Linked DNA regions of Mus musculus: region 1 is linked to region 2. The links are chromatin contacts, called in public promoter capture Hi-C maps. All regions are on one chromosome and are shown on one strand. The core of a region is the stretch at or near the end of the contact, and the rest is flanking DNA. Distances in the headings are between cores, read along the strand shown.

Evidence for each region. Promoter capture Hi-C pulls out the DNA fragments that hold promoters and counts their contacts.
Region 1: a contact with region 2 is called in a promoter capture Hi-C map of pre-B cells, with 2.3 times the contacts expected there. The contact joins the enhancer-like site here to the promoter of Actn1 in region 2. A contact is called at or near these places in 4 of 39 promoter capture datasets (hippocampal neurons, liver and pre-B cells) and 2 of 115 datasets of contacts at active chromatin or transcription factors (embryonic stem cells and stem cell-derived neural progenitor cells).

What each region holds. Positions count from the first base shown.
Region 1 is chr12:80,712,159-80,718,747 of GRCm38.p6, forward strand. Plekhd1 (pleckstrin homology domain containing, family D (with coiled-coil domains) member 1) reads left to right here. Exons shown (of 13, transcript NM_001177503.1): 7 at 5,063-5,157. Gm51986 (a long non-coding RNA gene) reads right to left here. Exons shown (of 3, transcript XR_003950208.1): 2 at 4,169-4,287; 3 at 2,082-2,456. Among named protein-coding and RNA genes, the nearest start is that of Gm51986, 3.9 kb to the right of the region's middle. Within about 2 kb of position 3,328, at least 11 of the 459 cell types and tissues checked have an H3K27ac peak or open chromatin away from gene starts, as enhancers often do. A contact at or near this core is called in pre-B cells, where this site is marked.
Region 2 is chr12:80,255,206-80,262,905 of GRCm38.p6, forward strand. Actn1 (actinin, alpha 1) reads right to left here and starts at 5,158. Exons shown (of 21, transcript NM_134156.3): 1 at 4,782-5,158. The coding sequence starts at 4,886.

The sequences.
Region 1 (6,589 bases), core at 2,078-4,577, 460 kb after region 2:
TCTCCTTGGGACTACAAGAGCACACCGTCTCACTTGGCCATTGCCCAGTTGTCTTGTGTTTTAATCTTGCATTTGGGTGTGTGTGTGTGTGTGTGTGTGTGTGTATGTTTATGTGTGTGTGTGTTTGTGTGTAATTCACATCTCCCCAATTATATTAGTCATCTATTTTTACGTATTTATTTTTCCATTAAAAAGGGACTAGAGGTGTCACCTTTAGCATCTAACCCACAGTTGAGTTTTTTTGTTTGTTTTTTTTTTGTTTGTTTGTTTTTAATTCCTGGTCTGATCATTTTTAACAGGGCCACCATCTGACTCTGGTTCTGATGATCTCTTCAAAGTATGTATTACACCTTGGTCTGAGACAGGGTCTGTCTATGTAGCCTTGGCTGGCCTGAAACTCACTATATAGAGGAGGCTGGCCTCAAACTCAGAGATCTCCTTGCCTCTGTCTTCTGAGGGCTAAGGTTAAAAGCGTGTACCACCACCACACCCGGCCCGGGAGGTGCTTGGTAAGCACATATTACACTACAAGCAGTCTGTGTGAACGAAGTCTTACAAAATAGTACTGTCTCATTTCAGGTAGCACTTGAACCTCCTTCTCTTCTCTCTGCTCTAGATCTTACTCTCTAGACTACAATCCCTAACTTCAGTTTGCTATTTATGTGCCAACGATTCCCAGGGTGACACCTCTAGTCCCTTCTTTCTGTTGCCTCCCTATCCTCTGATACTCAGTGATTGACTTCACACCCCCACCCAGACATCCAAAGATACTGAGAGCACGTTTTGTCCTAGGTCACTATGTCTTGCCTTTACCCTTTCTAGAAGGGCTGGTGGTCTTCTCACATAGCCATCTCGGGGGATATACCACCCAAGGCTTGTGTAGGTCAGAAACTTAGGGGGCTTGCTTTACCCTGTCCTTCCTCCTTCCTCTCCTTCCCACCCCACTCCCAAGTCCCGCTCCTACCAGGTCTTACCCAAGGTGCTGTGTCTTCCTTCCTGGGGTCCTTAAACTCTTTCTGCCCCTCTGTTTTCTCCTCCACACTGCAGCTAACTCAGTTGTTTACAGGGAAAACAGATCATGTTGGCTGCCAGCGACCTTCTGCTCTCAGATCTTTTGCTGCCTGTGTTGTTGAAGCTACAATCCCAGCGTTCAGCGGGCAGAGGCTGGAAGGCTGAATTTGAGGCTGGGCTGGGACGGTGACATGGTGTGAGACACCAAACACTAACCAACCGACACATGTTCTTTGCTTCTTGTTCAGGGAAAAGAAAATCCACAAGATCCTCACCTAAGCCAGAGGCCTTCCGTGGGGGATGGTGCCTCCTTTCTCAGCCTTTCTGCTTCTCTGACCCCAGCCTCTTACCTGTCATGGTTGCTCTCCTATGTCCTACGAGCATGCCTTGGTTCTTCCAGGCGACAGGTTTCCACGGGGGCTTTGTAGGTACTGCTCCTTCCACCTGCAGTGTTCTTTCCTCTTTCTTCCATTTATTTATTTTTGGTTGCTTGCTGGTTTTCGGTGCTGAGAACTTAACCCGGGGCCTTGTACTTACAAGGCAAGCCACCGAAATAAATCTCCAATCCATGTACCTGTCTTCCTTTGTCTCCCAGCTCAGTAGCCAACTGATTGCCACCCTTCCCACCTCCGCAGAGTTCTCTACTTCCACCCAGGAGAATTTGACCCCCCACCCAGGACAGCTTGACCCGGAACTGGGTCCCTGTCCTGCAGGACATGTCTCTTGTTCTGTACTGCTCTCTGATAATACCTGATGGTTTTACGATACTTGATTCCTGCATTTGATGTAAAAGCCTGGTCTGGGTTTTTTTTTTAGTAGCTACACTATAGACCATAGGCTCTGTGAGAACAGCTCCAGATCCTCCATGCAGAGCCCAGCAGGTGCTTGGAACATACTATGCACTTGGTAAATAGATGTAGCGTGAATGAATAGAACTATAAGAAAAAAAAAAACCTCTCACCGGGCCATTTCCTGGAATTGCATTGAGCCTGTAAATGGCTTGCAAAGAATCCTCTCTGTGCTAAGTCTTCCCCTCTCTGCTGCATTCCTTTTATGAGTATAATTAGTTTTATTGAGGACAAGAAATCATGACCTGTGAAGCATGGCAAGCAAGTTGTGTTTAGCTTAGAGGACAAGAAACTTGGGAAGAGACTTTTTTTTTTTTTAATTTCACTTAAATACTTGAAGGGAAAGAAATTAGCCTTGTTTGATGGCCCAGGGAGAAGTTGGATTTGGTGAGGGAAGTTGGCAGGGAGGCAGATTTGGCCTGAAATAGAACTGGTGGGCCACATGGGTTGCTTGCTTCTCCAAGAACACGAAGAATAGCCTGGAATGTCCAGGTGCTGCCCGCTGGCCTTGGCCCCGCCAGTCTTCTGCTTGCCTCGGCGCCACCTGCTAGCTCTTATTATGTGGTCTGGGATCCACAGGTCTCAGAGACTTAGACCCTGGAAGAAAGCGTGATAAAGATCAGGAGTGAAGAGAGGGATCCCTCAGAGGTGACCTGAGGCACCGGGATAGGAGCAGAGACTTATTGCATGAATGGTCAGATCTGTGTGTGAAGAGTCCCACAAAATCTCTCCATCACTCGCCAATGCTCCTGTGTCTGTGTCTCTCAGAGACTGAGACCCAGAGCTGGTGCTGGGGTGGGTGTGGAGGGGGCGGGGTGCTTTTTGTTGGTTTTTCAAAGCGGAAACAGACTTTCTGACTTTTCTACCCTGAGAGTCACTTAAGCTGAGCTTGGTCACCTGCTCGCAGAAAACCATTAGGGGATTTAAGCATCCGGTGGAGACTGAACTTCCTTTAGAGTTGCTTTGGCCCTGGAGGGCTCTGGTTCGTCACACCCAGTCTCCTGGCCCCTTTGAGGCAGCAGCAAATGCTTCCTTGGGCACAGCTACTCATTGACACAAGTAGAAACATCTTATCACATATGTTTAGGACCACCGAGTGGAGAAGATGTCAAATGGCTGGGCTCTTTTTAATTGACCTGCTGTGTTCAAGGTTACTTCCCCCTCCCCACCCCCAGACAGGGTTTCTCTGTGTAGCCCTGGCTGTCCTGGAACTCACTCTGTAGACCAGGCTGGCCTCAAACTCAGAAATCCACCTGCCTCTGCCTCCCAAGTGATGGGATTAAAGGCGTGTGCCACCACGCCCGGGGGTTACTTTCTCTTTTGGGTTTTTGGAGGCACAGCCTAGCATCTACTGGTGCTTGAGTTGCAGGGAGGGAAGGCCTGAGTTTCAGACACTGACTGACAGTTCAACCAAAGCTATTCCAGTGTGGTTATTCCAGGGCAAGGGAAGTGAGCGGGGAGCGGCTGGGCTGCGAGCTGCAGTGCTGGGGAGCTTTGCAGGGAGGTGAAGCAGGGCTGTGGGTGGAGTCCTCCGAGGAGTCCTGGGTGAGCATGGGACCTGTGAAAGCCATCCTGGGGCTCGGGTCCTTGTGGCTAGTAAGCTTTATGGGCCTTTCAACAGCTCTTACTGACAAACTGATAGCAGACAAACACTGCCAGAGGAGATCCTCTCAAGTTTGTTGACTCTGGGGCCAGAGAGGCTGTCAGCACCATGCGTATTAAAGCAGAGCTTCATATTCCTGTTTTTGTTGTTGTTGTTGTTCTTCTTCAGTTGTAAAGAGGGGTGTGTGTGCAAGAATACAAATTTGATCTTATTTATATTCTGTCTATATAAGACACATCAAATATAGATGATATAGGCTAGGTCATGGCTTTTGCAGTAACCCAAAGCCCCCACATGCCCATGGCTTTTAACAGCACAAATGTGTTTTCCCACACTGCTCTTCGGCTGGCTGGAGCTCTGGCTCATGTGTCCTCATTCCTGGAGACCCAGGGACCCATACCTATGCCAGGGATAAGGGACCAGAGCCCGTCACACATTGTCTTTTCAAAAGATATCTGCTCATTTTCTATCAGCTTCAGCCACTGTCATGAGCTCAGCCTCCTATATTTAGTGTACTGTAGCCGCGCATGTGCTCAGGCGCATCAGAACTCCAGGGAGCAGCAGAGGCTCTGAGCACCTTTAACAAACAGAAGCAGTTTGTGCCGTTACTGATCTAATCTTCACTGATTAGATGAGAAGTAACTTTTTTGGGTAGGAAACCTAGGAGTGGGAATTGAAACCAGACTCTTCTCTCTATAATTTATACCTCTTTGTATCTCTTCAAAGCCAGCGGCAACCACTGTCCATAGGCAGGGCCACTCCCCGTGCAAGGACTCCATTATGCTTGAGAACAAAGCCCCCAGGTGATTAGGGAGTCACCAGGAACTGGAAAGTGAAAAGCAGACGCAAAAACAATGTTACCACAACATAAAATGCACAGAAACAAAGTAGTTGACATAAAAACACTGAGCCAAACTTCAGGAAGCTGATCCCTAATCCCACTTCTACTGACCCAGGGAAAATAGGACCCCTAGCCCAGAGGCTCCAACCTGCTGTGGGGGAACATGCAGGTGGCCTGGCTTCCCTAAAGGGACTGGTTTGGCCCCTTGGGACCTGTCCTGGGCCACGTGACATTTCCACTCCCACTGAGGAGAGGGAAGCTGTAGACCTGACTCGCATCAGCCTTGAGATAAAGAATACCTTAACTCTGACTCTTGGGTTGGAAATAGCTTGTCTTAGACAGTTTACCTGATGCCACTCAGTGTCCTGGAAATATAGACTCCACGTTTTTGTTATCAGCATCTGTCTGCCTGTCTGTGTTCCATTCTTGAGGCATAACCACCTCACCTTTAGGTGTTAGTCCCTAGAGTTGCCCAGAAGAACAACATCCAGAATTGGTCATCCCTGCCAGAGGACCCTTATTGGGATCGTGTCTAACCCTGTTCTCCCTCTGGCTAATGGTTTTCATGGGCCAGGTCCATCACATTCTTGGGCTAGTTGAGGCCACATGCCACCGAGTGGAGCCTGGACTCTTCAGTTCTCATAGTTTGGCTTTATGCCCCAGACTGAGCCAAATCCAGACTGAGGATGCCCTGGACTAGTGAAGGGAGCCTAGGGCTCTGTGCCTGCTGTGACTTTCCTCTTTTCCCTTTCTCTTCAGGAGCTTGAGCGCCTGAACCAAGTGCTGGAGGCCGAGAAACAGCAGTTTGAGGAGGTGGTGCAAGAGCTGAGAGTGGAGCAGGAGCAGATCAAAAGGTGATGAAAGATCCTGGGAGGGGTAATGGGGGGATGCCCTGGCCCTGAGAGGGGCAATGGGGGGATGCTCTGGTCCTGGGAGGAGTAATGGGGGGATACCCTGGCCCTGGGAGGGGTAATGGGAGGATGCCCTGGCCCTGAGAGGGGCAATGGGGGGATGTCCTGGCCCTGGGAGGGGCAATGGGGGGAGGCCCTGGTCCTGGGAGGGACAATATGGGGGATGCCCTGGCCCTGGGAGAGGCAACTAAGTGGGGAAATACCCTGGTTCTGGGAGGAGCAATGGGGGGGTGTCCTGGTCCTGGGAGGGGTGTTGGGGTGCACTGGTCCTGGGAGGAATAATAGGGGGATGCCCTGGCCCTGGGAGAGGCAATGGAGTGGGGAAATACCCTGGTTCTGGGAGGAGCAATGGGGGGTGTCCTGGTCCTGGAAGGGGTGTTGGGGTGCACTGGTCCTGGGAGGAATAATAGGGGGATGCCCTGGCCCTGGGAGAGGCAATGGAGTGGGGAAATACCCTGGTTCTGAGCTGAGCAACAGAGAGATGTCCTGGCCCTGGGAGGGGCAACAGGGTGTGGGGGTGCCCTGGTTCTGGGAGGGGAAACAGAGAGAATGTCCCGGCCCCGACCTTGGCAGACTGATGTTCATACAGATAGGCTTTTACCAGGAAACCACTTATGGCCTGCTCTTCCCAATGCTCCGGGCCTTGAGTATACCCAGAAGAATATTGGGCCTCACCAGTGGGTCATTTCTGCTCAGTGATAATGGTCTCTGGCAATGGTGTGAGCAAGATTGTGAGACATGGGCCAGCCTCTTCCATGGAGCAAGCCCCTCTGGTCTTTGTGAAAGTCCTTTACCCAGGTTACTGGCAACAAGCTGCCCTGATCTAGCACTGCTGCCTGCAAAATTCCCAACACTCGTCATCTCTCCTGGAGTCCTTTCACATTTTAGTTAATGACACATTAGGATCTTCAGTCTGATGTATTATGGACAGATCTAGTTGCCCATTATAAGCATTAATTGAATTATAATCTCATGGAGGTAGGGCATTTATATATCCCCAACCCAGGTGACTCAGGTGTAGTCTATACAGAATTCGGAAACTATTGCTGAGGTTGACGGTGCTCAGTGTCATATCCTCATCATCACACTCACCACCTCCATCATCATCATCTCCTCCAACACCATGGACCATCAGTGATAGCTCAGAGAAACTTACCAGTGAAGACCTTACTAAAGGGAATCATTTAGATATGGATTGGGGAAGAGGATGGAATACAGAGAGACTGGTTGTTTTTTTTTTTTTTTTTTTTTCCTAATTTTTAAACTTAGCATACAAATAAGAGAAGCTACTTAAATAAAAAGCCAGACATTCGTTAGACACTGAGTAAGCTTCAGGACCTCACTATCTCGTAAGTGAATCCTCCTCACTTGGCTG
Region 2 (7,700 bases), core at 3,908-6,407:
TACCACCCTGGTTTGGGATGTCTAATCCTTCCCAGGTAAGCCCATTCATGGGAATTGTAGGTAAGCGCCCATGAGACTGCCCAGTTGCCCAGAAACCAGTGTGCATGAGGTAGCCTATCTTGCTGAGACCTAGCCTATTTGAGTCCTATTCACAGACATTTAATTTACCTGCCAACAGCTAGTGGATACTCGGCAAATATTGATTAAGTGTCTTATTATGAAAGGCCCCAGGGCTGACACCTGTGGGGATACACAGTCACCCAGAACTTCCAAGACCAGAGAGAAGAGGAGAATATAATTAATTCAACAGCAGAAGCACCATCCTACATCTCAAGTTGAGACTGCATCAGCTAGGGGGCTGGAAAGATGGTTCTGTGGTTAGCTCTGGCTGTTCTCCCAAAGGACCCAGGTTCACTTCCCAGCACCCACATGGCAGCTCACAATTGTCTGTATCTCCAGTTCCAGGGGATTGGATACCCTCACACAGACATACAGGCAAAACACCAATGCACATAAAAAACAAACAAACAAACAAACAAACAAACAAGCATCGCTGGCTTTTACAAGAATGGAGTTTGAGCAGAAGCTTAAAGGACCTGGCCCAAGGTCACAGTGAAAGAGGATAGATCCAGGATGTGACTCCAAGTCAATATTCTCTTTAGCCTGCCTTACACCTGGGCTCGTACACTCAAGGGTGTGGCAAGATCTCGAGAGAGGGAACACACAGAGAGACGCCTTTGGTCATCATGAAAAGAACTGTCTTAGGAAAGAAAGATGACTTCAGGCCTGATCCTGAAAGTCAGGAAGATGATCCAAGCTGTATCTCCTCTGGTCCAGAGGTCTGTGCCGTAGCCTTACTTTGCATTTGGAGGTATGTGGACCAGCCCCAAGAACTCTGCCCCAAAGCATTCTCTGGACAAGGAATAGCACAGTCACTCCACCCGCTTTTGGCTCCTTAAGTCATGCCTCCTGCCTGCTCAGGCTTTTCTTTTCTTTTTTTTTTTCCAAAGATTTATTTATTAATTTTATTATTTGAGTACACTGTAGCTGTACAGATGGTTGTGAGCCTTCATGTGGTTGTTGGGAATTGAATTTTTAGGACCTCTGCTCGCTCTGGTCAACCCTGCTTGCTCAGGCCCAAAGATTTATTTATTATTATACATAAGTACACTGTAGCTGACTTCAGATGCATCAGATCTCATTACGGATGGTTGTGAGCCACCATGTGGCTGCTGGGATTTGAACTCAGGACCTTCAGAAGAACAGTCAGTGTTGTTACCCGCTGAGCCATCTCCCCAGCCCTGCTCAGGCTTTTCTACCTGCATCCACCGTCACCAAGGAGGCGTTCCCACCACACCATTTCAGAGGAGCAGGTAAGAAATGGGGGAAGGAGCGGGGCAGAAACGCATTAGGTTCACAGGTAAGGAAACAACAGAGAGATCTGCTCTGTCTCACTCAACGTCCCACTTCTAACACCTAGAACTCAGCCTGGCTCACAGTCAGTATTCACAGTGCATTTGCCAAACTCTAGCTAGGAAAAGCTCAGAGCTGGAGAGATGGCCCAGTCACAAAGGGGCTTTCTGCACAGGTATTAAGTATCTAAATTCAATCTCTAGCACCCACATAAGTTGGGTACAGAGGCACAGGCCTGTAAGCTTGGCACTAGGCGGGGCAGAGAGACAGGTAAATCCCTGGAGTTTGTTAGCCAGTCAGACTGAGTCAAGAGCTTCAGATTCCATGAGATAGACCTCCCCACCCCCCACACACACCCCACACATCCCACACACACCCAGTTTTCAAAAACAAAATGGAGAGTTGGCCAGGTTGGAGGCAGAGGCACACGGTGTCTCTGAGTTCAAAGCCAGCCTGTTCTATGTTGCAGAGTTCCAGACCAGCCAGGGCAGGGCATAGAATGACTCTATCTCAATAAATAATGTAGAGAGTGACTCAGGAAGACACCAAACATCAATCTCTAGCCACCACATAGGCATACCCACACATACACCACACACAGAGAGAGGAGAGAGAAGGAAGTGACTTGCCCACAGTCTCGCAAACAGCTATGCTGCACCGGGGCTAAAATCAGGCTGTCCTCTGCCTCTCATGGCTCCCACCGCACCGTGTCACCTCAATTCTCCTCTGCCTCCTCTGGCCCTGTTCACTCATAGGCGGTGGTCCCATATAACACCCACCCTACTCGGTAGGAAGAACAGCAAACCCTACGTGGTGCTGGCTTTACACCTTAAGAAATGTCCTATCATTCTGCTAAGCACTACTCAGGTGAGGAAACGTATGCTCACAGAAGGCAACTGAGAATGAACGGCCAATGGCCACAATCTTGAACCAGGTTTTCCAGTCAAAAACAGAGGGCCTTCTGCCAGGCTGCCACTATTAACCTAAGCTAATGTAGATTCCCTGATTATCCCAAAACCTACTGGCTTGGGATGCCAGACTTAGTTCTCTATCCTTCCTCCAGCTGCTTCCAGTGCGCTGTACACCCGCCCTCGGCCCAGGCTACTTCTCTCTTAACCGGCCTACTCATCCTCACATGTGTCTAGCTCACAGGGCTGCTGGGATCTCCAAGATAAAATGGGTACCATGCTGCCCACATTAGCCAACATCAGCCTACATATATTACATATGCCCGGAGATGATGACCAAATTCCCCCGGCGTCTGTTCCTACCAAGTTTGTGTTCTGGGAGGCTATCATTTTCTCTCCAACTCTATTGAATATGTTTGTCCAGCCATTCATTCTTTAATACTGAGTGAGCATATCGGCCCAAGGCTCAGTATCTTCAACAACTCCATCACTCCTGTCTCTTCCAGCACAAAGGTGGACTCCTGGAAGGGACTTCTATTCTCCATAGAAGAGCCTAAGATTTCCACCATTCTAATCCTAACCCCTTCTTAAGAAAGATTTTTTTTTAAAACTCTGGAGAAATGGCTCATCCGTTAAGAGCATCAGCTGCGCTTTCCAGGGACCCAGGTTCAATTCTCAGTACCCACGTAGCAACTCATAACTGCCTGTAACTCCAGTTCCAGAAGATCTGACACCCTCACAGGGACATACATGCTGGCAAAACATCAATGCACACTTTAAAAAAAAAAAAGTCACTTTAAGAAACTTTTTTTTTTTTGACAGAAAGAAGCAGGGGAAGGAGGGCATCTCTCGTCCTCCCTGGAAATCTCCAAACTTCTCACTCAGTTTTCTCTTCCATCAACAGTCCCAGGAAATAAATTCGAGAGTGAAGAAGGGGGAAAGACCCTCAGCCCTCAGTCCTTCCAGAAAAGGGGGGGGGGGGCTGACAGGAAGAGGGCGGTGTCTGTAAGCTACTAATACATTACAAAGAAGTCAGTTCAAAGCCAAGAGACGCTCTTAAGTTGCTGTTGCAGTAAGAGACAGGGGCAGGGCCCCAGGTTGCCTGTTTAAGGAAGCCCATTGTGGTGTGTTTTAAATTACCTCTGCTGGTCTGATGAAGTGAGCAAAAGGGCACCGTTTCAGGGCTTAGGATTCCTGAGTGAGCTAATACAGGATGCCTTTAGCTGGGGGAAAAAAAAAACCTTCAGCCGGCTCACTAAACTCCCCCCCTTTTAAGTTTAAAAAAGGGAATGAATGTTACCATTTTTGGACATGAGCATTCTCCCTCAAGCCCAGCCCTAACCGCACTATCCAGAGGGACGCGCCATCCTGTACACCCCCCCCCCCATTCCCAGATCACGAAGTGGGGGGGGGGGGACTGAACGGGAGTTGGGTGTTGGGGGGTCAGGGTACGTGGCCGCCTAAGGAACGCGCTCTCTGCTCAGGCAGGAAGCCGTGACAGGGTTAATGTCTCCCCCTCCCCAAGCAAGAGAGGTTTCTGACCTCTTCCTGCCTATAGCCATTACGCTCCGGACCCATCGCCAATTTCTCAGCTCAGACGGGGCAGCATATCCCGAACCTTGCTGATGGCGACTAGGATACAGGGCCGTGGATCCTCGGAGAACAACCCCAAATATCTCCTGAGACTGTCTCTCCACCAGGAGCCCAACTAGAGCCAAGCTACTCAAACTCGCGTTTCGCCAGCAAAAGAACCGGGCAGAACACAGATGTGAGGGTTTGCAGCCACCAGTTCACTGAGTTAGCAATAAAACCGTTCACCGTCCTGACCCCGCCCCCACAAGGCCCTGAGGAGCCCGCGAACGACCCCCGATTCTCAGCTCCAGCCGCACTCCGGAACGTCCACTTCCAGGTAGATCCCGAGGAGGTCGCCAAACCCTCCGACACCGGCTCTGCCCACTGTCTGCAGACCCAGCTCGGGGCGCAGTAGTCGGGGCAGCTTGCCCCTATGGTACAGAGCCCCAGGGGCGGCCCAGGAAGCGTGCTGCCACCGCACGCCATATGGAGGCGCCAGGAAAAAGAAGGAAGGAGAAAATCGATCCCGAGTAAGCAGCCATGGAGCCTAAGTCTCAGCCCCAGCCTCTGGAGCATCGCCCCCGCGCCTTGCCCACGGGGAGACAGTTTCGGCTGCACCGGGGTGGCCCGGACCACCCGCTCTGAGGCGATTTGCCCTCCGGCGGCGCCACCTCCCCGCGCCGCGGCGAACTGTTCGCGGGCTCCAGGGCAGGGGTGCTCCGCTCTCCCGCCCGGTGCCTGTAACTCAATACCCCACCTCGCAGTGGCCGCGATGTCCCCGCCTCCGCTCTTGCGCGCCGGGAATTGGTTTCCAACCCGGAGCCCAGGAGTGCAGCGGCCAGAGCGGATCAGGGCTCAGGGCTGTAGCGGGTGGGGGTGGCTGCTAACCTTCCTCTGCTGCTTCTCCCAGGCCGGATCCAGGAGCAGGTCCCGATCCCAGTCCTCTTCAGGCTGCATGTAGTCGTTGGTCTGCTGGGAATCATAATGGTCCATGATGGTGCGTGCGTGCTAGGAGCTGGATTTCTTCCTCCACCTTCTCTCCAGGCGACGGCGGCTGCTGCCCGGGTGTGGGGAGGGTGTCGGCAGGGCTGGGCTGGGCTGGGCTGGGCCGGGCTGGGCTGGGCTGGGCTGGCGGGGCCGGGCTCGCTCCCCTGCGCCCGCTTCCGCCGCGGCTCTGTTCGCAGAGGCTGCTGCTGCCGGCGGCGGCTGGAGCTCGCGGACTGCCTTCCTGGGGCGCGCGCTCGGACCTAATCTCCACGCACACTGCTCTCAGTGAACACTCGCGCTGCGGGAGCAGAGGCGGGCGGGGGCGGGGAGAAGGGGCAGAGCCCTCCCGAGGTTCTCCATTGGCCAGGCCGAGTTGCCCAAACTTCCCCCCAGCGCCTCTCATTGGGAATTCCTGGCATCCGTCAGGCGGGTCTCTGTGCATATAGGTGGACTGGGCGGCCCCCTCCGGGCGCGCACGCCACCGCCCACTCCCTGGGTTCCCACTCCCCCGCAGCTCATGTGACACCACCTTAAGCTGAACCGGAGTGGAGCCTGGGGACGCCTCCCAGAGCTCGGGGACCAAATGGCACTGTGCTCCGGAGCCCGAGGAGTCGCTGAGGATTGGTCCCGTTCCCTGCCGGCGGGAAGGCCCAGAACTCCGGCGCACCGGTGTTCCTGCGGTCCCACGCAAGCTACAAACCCCAGCAGGGCGCGGGGAAACCCAAGGCATATTTCGTTTTCTCTTTCTCGGGGAAACTAGGTTGGGACAAGTCGGCACCCTGGAAAGGGGTTGGGAGGGCCCACAGTAGAAAGGAATTTCCTGATTCCACCACTGCTCCCGCCCCGCCCCTCGGGACCAGGCTGATCCCTGTCCTTCTAGAGCCAGATTTGTGGCTAGCTGGCATTTCTCAGCCCACTGAGTTTCCCGCCTCGCCAAGGATCCTTGGGTACTTCTCTAGGGTTCCGTGCACTGGCCCGCTGCGGACTTCTTGTGTGGCAGCTTGGCTGTCCGGCTTCCCAGGTTCCTTGGCAGGTATTCCCCGGTGGACTAACACAGCTGAAGCTACCTTCTGGAGACTAGTTTCCTCCTTCCCCACTTTTACAGCTTCCCTACCTACACTTTGCTGAAACTAGGAAGAGCCCTAAAATGGTCTACCTGTATCATAAACCTAGCAGATGCATACACCTAATAGATGGAGAAACTGAGACTCAAAGAGCAGAGCTAGACAAGAGACTTAACCAGCATGGACTCTACAGGCCCATTTTGTGTGTAACCTTGTGCCTGACAAAACCTTATTATCCTTGGAGGAGGAAGAAACAGCGCAAGACTAACTAAACTGCTTGGTGCTAGCGGTACTCCCTGGGCTCAGTAAAGGAGGGTGGAAATGTGTTGGTCCAGCACTGTTGCATTCTGGGAAGAAGCCGCCCGGATTCCTAGTGGTCTTTTGAGGGACTCTGAGTATGAAAATCAGTAACAAGGAAACCTGCAGTTGGTTTTGCATTCTGGTGTGGACAACAGATACATCCCTCTTGTACCAGTAGGGCTTAATTTATACAGGCATCCCTTAATACTCGGGACTCATTTCAGAACCACTGCAGATACCAGAATCTGCAAGAGCTTATGCCTCACATGTATAGAACAGCACAAAATTGATTGATATGTAACCTACTTACAGCCACTGTACACTTTAAATCATTCCCAAATAGAAAAGCCATGTGACTCGGGAACTGGAGAGATGGATCAGCGTTTAAGAGCACTGACTGCTCTTTCAGAGGAAAGGACCCGGGTTCAATTCCCAGCACCCACATGGCAGCTCAGTCCTATCTGTAACTCCAGTTCCAGGGCTTCTAATACTATCACACAGATGTGCATGCAGCCAAAAAGAAAAAGGGGGGGGGGGGAAACATAAAAGGAAAAGAAATGTCATGTGACTACTCACGCTGTTGAGAAAATCCTGACAGGAAAATGAAGTCTCCAGGGTCAGCAATCCCCAGCCCTCAGGATACTTTTAATCTGTGGTTAGTTCAATCCAAGATTCTGAAATGTGAAAAGGGAGGCCAGATGTATTTGTAGGACGACTGTTTAATCCAGAGGCTAGTGTGGTCTAACAGGTTTACTTGTTAGATGTTTACTGACAGAAAGAGTTCTGAATTGGGGTAGTTGAAGCCCACAATGGTCAGATGGAAGGGGAAAAAGTACCTCTGGTTGACAGAGGACACAATGGTGGAGATGTAAACAGATCCCCCAGTCACGAGTCAGCCACACACGTTCATGCCATTGTTACCGTCAGCACTGTGTCTTCTCTAAGCTCTCGGCCAAGGAAACAACTGTTTCTGGGATAGAGACAGCAGATTTATGGACTATTTTATAAGCACTTCTAAACTATGGCTCTAAACCTAACAGAGAGAGCAATAATGGTGCTCTATCTGCTCATTCACTCCATAAATATTTTCCGAATACCTTCTGCGTGTCGGGGAACAAGCTAGACATCCTGTGTATTTAATAATGATGAAAAATCCACAATTTTCCCCACAAGTACATCAGAGACAGACTTGGAAGCAAAGATGTGCCCAAATGAGACAGAAGCACGGGGAGATCCGATGTGGTTCTACAGAACCTGGAAGAGCCCTGAGCCCTGTCGGGAGGAAGACTCCAGGTAGAACCTGAGTAAGCTTTAGGGAAGGAATGAGAGTCAGATGAGCTTGGGTCCTTATTCCAGGCAGAGGAACCAGGGAAGTTAGCACACAAGCACACAGGCGCAGGAGACTCCGCGTCTACCATCTCAAGGTAGCTAGACCCGAACAGTAACAGAGAAAGGA